Regions from separate parts of the Sus scrofa genome. Here region 2 is linked to region 1. Evidence: chromatin contacts called from public Hi-C data. All regions are on one chromosome and are shown on one strand. The core of a region is the stretch at or near the end of the contact, and the rest is flanking DNA. Distances in the headings are between cores, read along the strand shown. Region 1 holds the start of HMGN1 (non-histone chromosomal protein HMG-14). Region 2 holds the start of LCA5L (lebercilin-like protein).

Region 1 (3,666 bases), core at 322-2,821:
AGGATAACTTTTTCATCTTACTCTGCTTCCCCCCAATAGTTTTCTCCAGAGGCAACCACTAGCCTCATGTTCTTGGTCATCTTCCTGAGATACACAATGAATGTATAACTTTATATTCAATAGCTGCTACCGAGAAAATAAGGCGAGAACTGGAAATGGGGAGTTGCAATTGTAAATTGAAAGGTCAGGAAAGGCCTCAACAAGAGGGTGACATTTGTGCATGGACCCAGAGGAGGAGAGCACTGGTCTGAGGCAGAGCATGGAGCAGAGGGACAGCAGGTGATTAGGCCTGAAGCAGGAGCTGCCCAGCCTATTTGAGGCTGGGAGGTGACACGGGGTAAGCAGTGGTGAAAGTCGTTTGAAGCGGGCCAGAGTGCAGAGATCTTTATAAACCACCCTTAAGAACTTTAGACTTTCTTCGGTGAGAAGGGAAGGCATTAGTTATTGATCAGGAGTTAAGAGACTGACTAGGGACTTTCAAAATCCACTTCTTGGGTAAAGAGCGGCCTCATTCTTTTCCGCAGTGGCTCATTATTCCACTAGGCGAAAGCGTCATAGCTTATCCGGGCGTCTCAAATGATGGACATTTGGTCTGTTTCCAATCTTTCTGACTCAAAAGTACTCCAGTGTTTCTTCCTCCCCAAGAATTAATTCCAGCTGACAATTTTCCGATTAAGAGCTTTTTTTACAGTAATCAATCTGCCCTTTTAAACATAATTTTCTTTTGGTTACTTGTGATCTCACTGGTTCCGAGGTTTCCAGCTCAGATCCCCAGCCAGAAGCTCTTTTTCTATCTCGGAAAGATGCTTAGGTGAGCAACTGGTTAAAACGGGCACGAGCTGGATGGCCCTACTCCGCACTTCACTTCTGTGCAGGAGGGACCGGCCGGCCCAGAGAGCGGTTTCGAGTCCTGGGGCCGGCAGCCTCCGGGACTCAGGAGCCCACTAGCCTCCTGAGACGAACCGCCAGCACCCCCAGCCCCTAAGGGAACGGATAACCTAAAAGAAACTGCACAGAAACAGCTGACCACGAGCAACCCAGCAGGGTAGCAGGGCCGCGACTCCAGGGACGTCGCAAAAACCCGCGCCTGCGCAGTGCAGCCCCGCGCCGACTTTCCTTCCCACGACCTCCCCTTCCGCGCCTGCGCACTAGAATCCGCCTCCTGCAGGCCAGCGAGGCTGAAGACCTATTAGCCTTTCTTACCAACTGAGGTGGAAGAAGTTGGTTCATATTTGAACGTGTTATCTCTTCCTTCCCAGTCTGTGAGACTAACTAAAACCCTTCCAACCCAATTCACCCTACAGGAAAGGGACTTGATCCCCGGGCTTTCTTGGCTCTGGCTGGCGCCCAGGTAGCCAGGGGGGTTGTGGGCGGGCTCACCCGGAGACCACGTGGCGGGCCTCAGCCAATCGGCGCTCAGACCGCACTTTGCGGCTCGGCTTCAAACAAACTACCGTGAGGCGAGGGCGGCCCGTGGGGCCCCGCCCCCTCGCCTGGGTCTGGGGCCCCGCGAGACGGCGGGCGGGGTGGGGGCGCCGAGAGCGGGGGCGGGGCGCAGTGGTCGAGTGACGGCCGGCCTCACCTATTCCGGGCGCTGGCCGCGGCACGGTGGGCCCCGCAGCCAATGGGCGTGGGTGGGGGCGGGGGGCGGCCCGGCTGGAGGGGAGGGGGAGCCTGCGGCCGGGGGATGCGGGGGGAGGAGGGGGCGGGCTCCCAATCCGGTTCCATCCGGTTCTCCCACCGCCCCCGCCGCGGGTCCCAGCAGCTCCGGCGGCGGGAGGAGCGGCAGCGGCCAGGCAGCCCAGATTCGCGAAGGCTCTCGGCGCGCCGCGGACCGCAGGCACCCGGCACGCGCCCGCGCCCTCGCCACGATGCCCAAGAGGAAGGTGAGCGGCGGCCGCGGCCCGCACACGCCCCCTCCGCCGCCCGGCCGCGGCGCCCAGCCAGGCAGGCCCAGGCCCCGCCGCGCCCTCGGCGGCGCTGGGCCCGGGAGGCGCCGCGGGCCGGCGGAGGGCGGGCGCGCACCGGCATGGGGCGCGCGGTTCCGGAACGTTCGGCGGCCCGCGGAGCCGGGTGGGAGATTCGAACGCGGCGGCGGGAAGCCGCTGACGTCACGCGGCCGGGTATTGTTCTCGCGGGCGCAGGGCGCGCGGGCACTTTTGTTTGCGGGCTGCGCCCACTCGCTGTCTGCTTCCTCCCGCAGGTCAGCTCCGCCGAGGGGGCGGCAAAGGAGGAGGTAAGAGCCCCCCGCCTGTCCCGGGGTGGGTTCGGTTCGCCCCGCGTCCCGTGCGTCTTACTCATTCTGCTTTTCTTTCCCGAAGCCCAAGAGGAGATCGGCGAGGTTGTCAGCTGTAAGTAAAGTGAGCCCCCTAACCTTCCTTTTCCGTGGGATCCTAGCGCGGGAAGAAACTCAGTGCTACCTTTGCCTTTCAGAAACCTGCTCCTGCAAAAGTGGAAGCGAAGCCAAAAAAGGCGGCAGGAAAGGTAGGTTTCCAACTTCAACCCTAAGAGACCGTGGTGTCTTCGAAATGCCGCGGTGCTACCTTAACGCACGTTGCCGGCGGCGGCCAAGACCTTGACTTTGAGTATCAAAATTGTCTACAGTTTGACGTCATAATCTCCTGGAAAGTCGGGATTTGACCACGTTTAGCACTGTGATTTAAGGTTTTTATAATATGAGTAAAGAACATTTTTCCGGCCTGGGTAAGATATGGTGGATGTAGTGATTATCCCGGTTAATGGAGATAGAATGTATCACAGTAATGCTGCTGCAGAATTTGGGAAACTTAAGACGGCCGCAAATACTGGGAGACTAACTTTGGCTTTCCAGGGAAATCCATTCTTTGTGTTGTGCTCCTTATGGCTAGCGCTTCTCTGTTCGTTGCACGCCTGTACTTCCTCTTGCGACCATAACAGCAAAGCTAGGCCTGAGGCCAGCAGAAGGGAATGTGTATGTGTCTGCGTGTAAGGTTTGCAAGGCAAGGTAGGGGGTCCTATTTTACATGGAGAGAGAGAGCAAGAGTTGTGTTCCTTGAAAACATGGCTAAGAGGAGTCTCAGAGTTTAACCTGCAGTTGTATGCTTAGGAGTTCCCTGAATTATTTTATTGTATCAGACCGAGTTAACGGTAAACAGCATGACCATTGCTTGGAAGAGATTCACCATTGCTTTATTCACGTTGCGGGCTTGGGGGCCGAAGTTGTTCTTGGGTATGTGTTGGTTTGAAAATAACTTGGGAAAGCAAAATGTGTTTATGTCATTTGTAACTTTGTTTTTGGAGCTCTGGGAAGCTCTCCTTGTTATTCAGGGGAAATTCACTGGTGTGATTAATTTCTATTTACTCAAAACTTTCCTGAGAGTTTGCTAGTAGAAAACTCTCCCCTTATAAGTCTTTCTTGCCATCACCCGGTTCCTAAACTTGTGGGTGGAAGCTCAGCACTGCTTAATCAAAGGGTGTCCTGCCCCCTGTCCCGTGGCCATCCGTCCCCCCCCCCACATTTTTTTTCTTTAATCATTGTATAGAGGTCAGTGGTGAAAGTCATTTTTCCAGTAGAAAGCTCTGTTTTGTGACTTTAAGGGTTCAAAGAAGGTATGTGTGTAGTACATCAGCTTTCTCACACCAAAAAGTAGGGAATACATTTGTACAAAAAATAAGAGTACCCGAGAA
Region 2 (3,666 bases), core at 350-2,849, 100 kb before region 1:
ATTCCATCAGACACCTACCGCTATGGACCCAGAAGATGTGGCAACAAACACTTTGATAACCATTTTGAGAGTCTGGAAAGAGGGCTCCCCCCAACACACCCCTGCTAGGGGACGCGGCGCTAGACAAATCCTGACAGTGACACAGACAAATGCCAGGTGGGGGCTGGCGGGGGCCCAGGGCTGTCTGAGCTCCTGCCTCTCCCAGGAGAGGCCCAGGCATCTCGGGCTCTCCCCTCCATTGGCTCGGGAATATTTGGGGATCTGTCAGGAAAATAGTTGATTGGTTGGTAAAAGCAGCCACTGGACGCTTTCCCTTATCACTTTAACAGCCCGACAACAGTCCCTAAAAGGCAAGGCTGCGCTCTGCACCAATCAGAGACCGGCGGGGAGGTGTCTCGGACCGGAGGGAGGTGGGGCCCGGGTACCGGAGGAGGAGGAGGAGGGAGGAGGAGGGAAGGGCTCTCGGGAGCCGGAAAAGCCCAGAAAACACCGGCTCGGTCCCGGAGGAGGCTTTGTTTACAGGGCTTCTGCCAAACGAACCGGAAGGGTCAGAACAGGCACCGAAGCCTTTAAACAAATACAGAGCGCGTTCCTTCCTTTTAATTTTTCTGACACATCTGTTTACAAATCAAATGAATCGTCATACAATAGATTCCGTTAAGAGTGGCCTGTGGCCAGTTTTCTCCCTTTGCCACCTGTTCCTTTTAAAGAACCGGAGCTGACAAGCCGAGGGACCGTGTAAGGTTTCACTGACATCCCAGACCCGGCAGGGAGGTGGCGGCTGGCTTGTCAGCACCCATGACTTCAACAAACAAATTGTCTCCGCTGTTTCAGAGACCTTGGGGCGGGGTGTGGGGGGGGAGATTAATGGTCTGTTGGTAGCAGGCTCCCTCATCTTATTTGTATAGATGTTTGAATTGTGTTCAAAGTTAGATTTTGCTGTTGTTGTTAAAAATCTAGTAAGACGCCCAAAAGCTAGCCACCCAACTCTTCGATGGGTTCCAAAACCAAGATCAAGGGTGTTAGGGGCAAACGAAGGGAGGATATTTAGTCCTCTTTAGAGAAATGAGTCTCTTTTTTAAGTCCCTTGCTGCTCAAGGAGGAGGTGGCTATGGCAACCTGGAAGAACGCATTCTAACTAGGAGTGACCCCTAAAATTAATCTACAAGGACATTCAACAGGGCGTTGATACAATGGGAGGAGGAGGAAGAGGAGAAGAGAAATAGTGCTAAGCTTCGTTAATGATGCCAATGTATCACTAAAAATTCTTACGCAATCACTTTTTAGCACTTGTAATTCCATGATCTTGGTGATTTTTACATCTTCTTGTACTTTCCTGTACATTGTCAATTTTCTACACCAAGCATGCATTGCTTCATTGTCATGGTTTTCTCCTTTCACCCAAGAAATCTATCTTTACACAGAGAGGTTAACAGGAGCGCTCAGCTCTCCATCCACGCCCCTCCCAAGCTAGGAACCAGACACGCGCAACGGACTCGGATTCAAAACACCCGGTGCAAGGGCGAGGGCTAACCGGCGCGCGAAAGAACCGCGGGATCTCCGAGCCTACGGGGACGTCGCGGGGCCGGCTCTCTCACCCCGGCGCGGCCAGGGCGCCACCGAGGTCCCGGGCCCTGAGGAGGTGCAACCTGAGGCTCCTTTGCAAACGCCTACGCCGCCAGCTCACTTCTCTCTCAAGGAGGAATCACGTGGAGCAGGACTCTCCCCCGCCCTAGACCGCCGGAGCCACGCACCACCAGACGGGGTCCCAGTGCGCGTGCGCGCAGACTCGCGGCTCCGCCCCTCCCGGCAGGTCCCAGAAGGCCCAGCGTGCCAGTTTCCAGGGCAACGCGTCAGCGCCGGGAGGCCGCTGGGTTAGCGCTGCAGCCGGAGCCGCGCGCAACAGGTAACCGCCGCCGCGCCCTGCAGCCCGAGGCCTCCGCCCAGCCCCAGCCGAGCCTCCTGCTAAACTTTCCGAACCTTAACTTACAGTGTCGCCTGGTCACTCAGCTGTAGCCCCTGCCCAGCTCGGGCCTCGCTGCCTGGCTGTACTCGAGTTGGTAATGTAGCCAGGTCGTCAGGCCGCTTCCTCCTGCAAAGTGCAGCCTGAAGAGCCACTGTCGGCGTCCTTCTTCCCTGCTCGGCCAGTGACCGAGCCCACGCAGCACACAAGCCCACGCTGGCCCCGGGACCCCGACCCGCCCGCACGCGGTCTGGCTGCTGGAGGAACTGGGGCAGGGCCCGGCTGGGAGCCGGCGCGGGTGCGGCCAGGGGAGCGGCCAGGCTCCAGTCACCCCACCCGACCCTGTACCCCGGTCACGCTGGGGTCGATGTCACCCGCCCACCCGACTCTCAGGCTTTCGCCGTCATGTATCTCTTATATATGAATCTGATAACTTCACTTTTGCTCCTACCAGCTTTCTTTTGCCGTGTTTTCTTTTTTTCTTCTCCCCTTAGCGCTGACACGCCCCAATCACCAAACCGGAGGAAATCTGAATCCTTTGTTTGTTCTGTGTTTGTCCCTCACCTACTCACCTCGACCTTGGAACTATGTCCACGGTTTCCCCGGGGTGCTTTAACATTTCCTTGCCACAGGTGTGCCATCCGGTGACTTTTTGCAGACTAGTTTTTCACTGCCAAACACGACCTTGAACCTTTTTCTTTTCTAATCTGTTCTCCCTTTCTAGTTAAATTTGTCGAGTCTCGTGGGCTCAAAGCGCAGTGAACCTCTCTTGTCTGTCTCCATCCCTGACCCTCCTCTGACCGTGAGACCAGTGTCTGCCTGCCCATATCTCTACTTAGATGTCTAAGGCATCTCCAGCACAGCAAGTCCAGAACGTTGCCTTACACCTGTTCCTCCCTTGCTGTTACCCACCCCAGTAACTGGAAACCATTCTCCTAGCCGTCTGGCCCTTGGTGTCTTTCTTGACTCCCATTCTGTCCCTTCTCGTGTCAGTCTGTCAAGACATCCTTCACAAAGTACCCACACACCAGTCATTTCTCCCAGCCCCACTATCACCACCCTGGCCCAGGCCTGGATAATTTCTGCAGCCTCCTAATTGCCTCGAGTGTAGACAGTGTACTCTTTTCCCGTTCTCTGTTCTTTCATGTGACTAAGGTTTTTTTAAAAGGATATGAATTTTAAATTTTCCATAGGTAAACTAGCACCGTTTTTAGTATGTATTTCGAGAATTGTGACTTTATTTTTTTTTATTTTATTTTGCTTTTTAGGGCCACACCTGCAGCATATGGAGGTTCCCGGACCAGGAGTCAAATTGGAGCCACAGCTGTCGGCCTCTGCTGCAGCCACAGCAACACAGGATCTGAGCCGCATCTGCGACCTACACCACAGCTCACGGCAATGCCAGATCCTTAACCCACTGAGCAAGGCCAGGGATCAAACCCACAACCTCATGGTTCCTAGTCAGATTCATTTCCACCGCACCACAACGGGAACTCCAAGAATTGTGACTTTTAAGCCAAGTGGACAGAGCTACATAAGCACCCTACAATTAAGCTAAAAAGTGAAAGATGCCCTTTAGCTTTCCAAGGTATATGACAGTGACTCTGGATAGAACTATGGCTAGAACTTTAAAACTGACTTTACGGAAGAATAAAAGAATCCACAGACTTCTTCCAAGTGAGGAAAAAAAGTCACATAGTCAT

Evidence for each region. A called contact is a pair of places that touch in the nucleus more often than the background predicts.
Region 2: a Hi-C map of embryonic fibroblasts shows a contact between it and region 1, with 3 times the contacts expected there. The contact joins the promoter of LCA5L here to the promoter of HMGN1 in region 1. A contact is called at or near these places in 1 of 5 promoter capture datasets (liver) and 5 of 47 Hi-C or Micro-C datasets (embryonic fibroblasts, heart right ventricle, liver and 1 more).

What each region holds. Positions count from the first base shown.
Region 1 is chr13:202,941,401-202,945,066 of Sscrofa11.1, reverse strand. It overlaps HMGN1 (non-histone chromosomal protein HMG-14), which reads left to right and starts at 1,571. Exons shown (of 7, transcript XM_021070990.1): 1 at 1,571-1,608; 2 at 1,766-1,886; 3 at 2,204-2,236; 4 at 2,322-2,351; 5 at 2,434-2,484. The coding sequence starts at 1,872.
Region 2 is chr13:203,043,132-203,046,797 of Sscrofa11.1, reverse strand. LCA5L (lebercilin-like protein) reads left to right here and starts at 1,599. Exons shown (of 9, transcript XM_005670355.3): 1 at 1,599-1,906. SH3BGR (SH3 domain binding glutamate rich protein) reads right to left here and starts at 223. Exons shown (of 8, transcript NM_001244236.1): 1 at 19-223. The coding sequence starts at 63.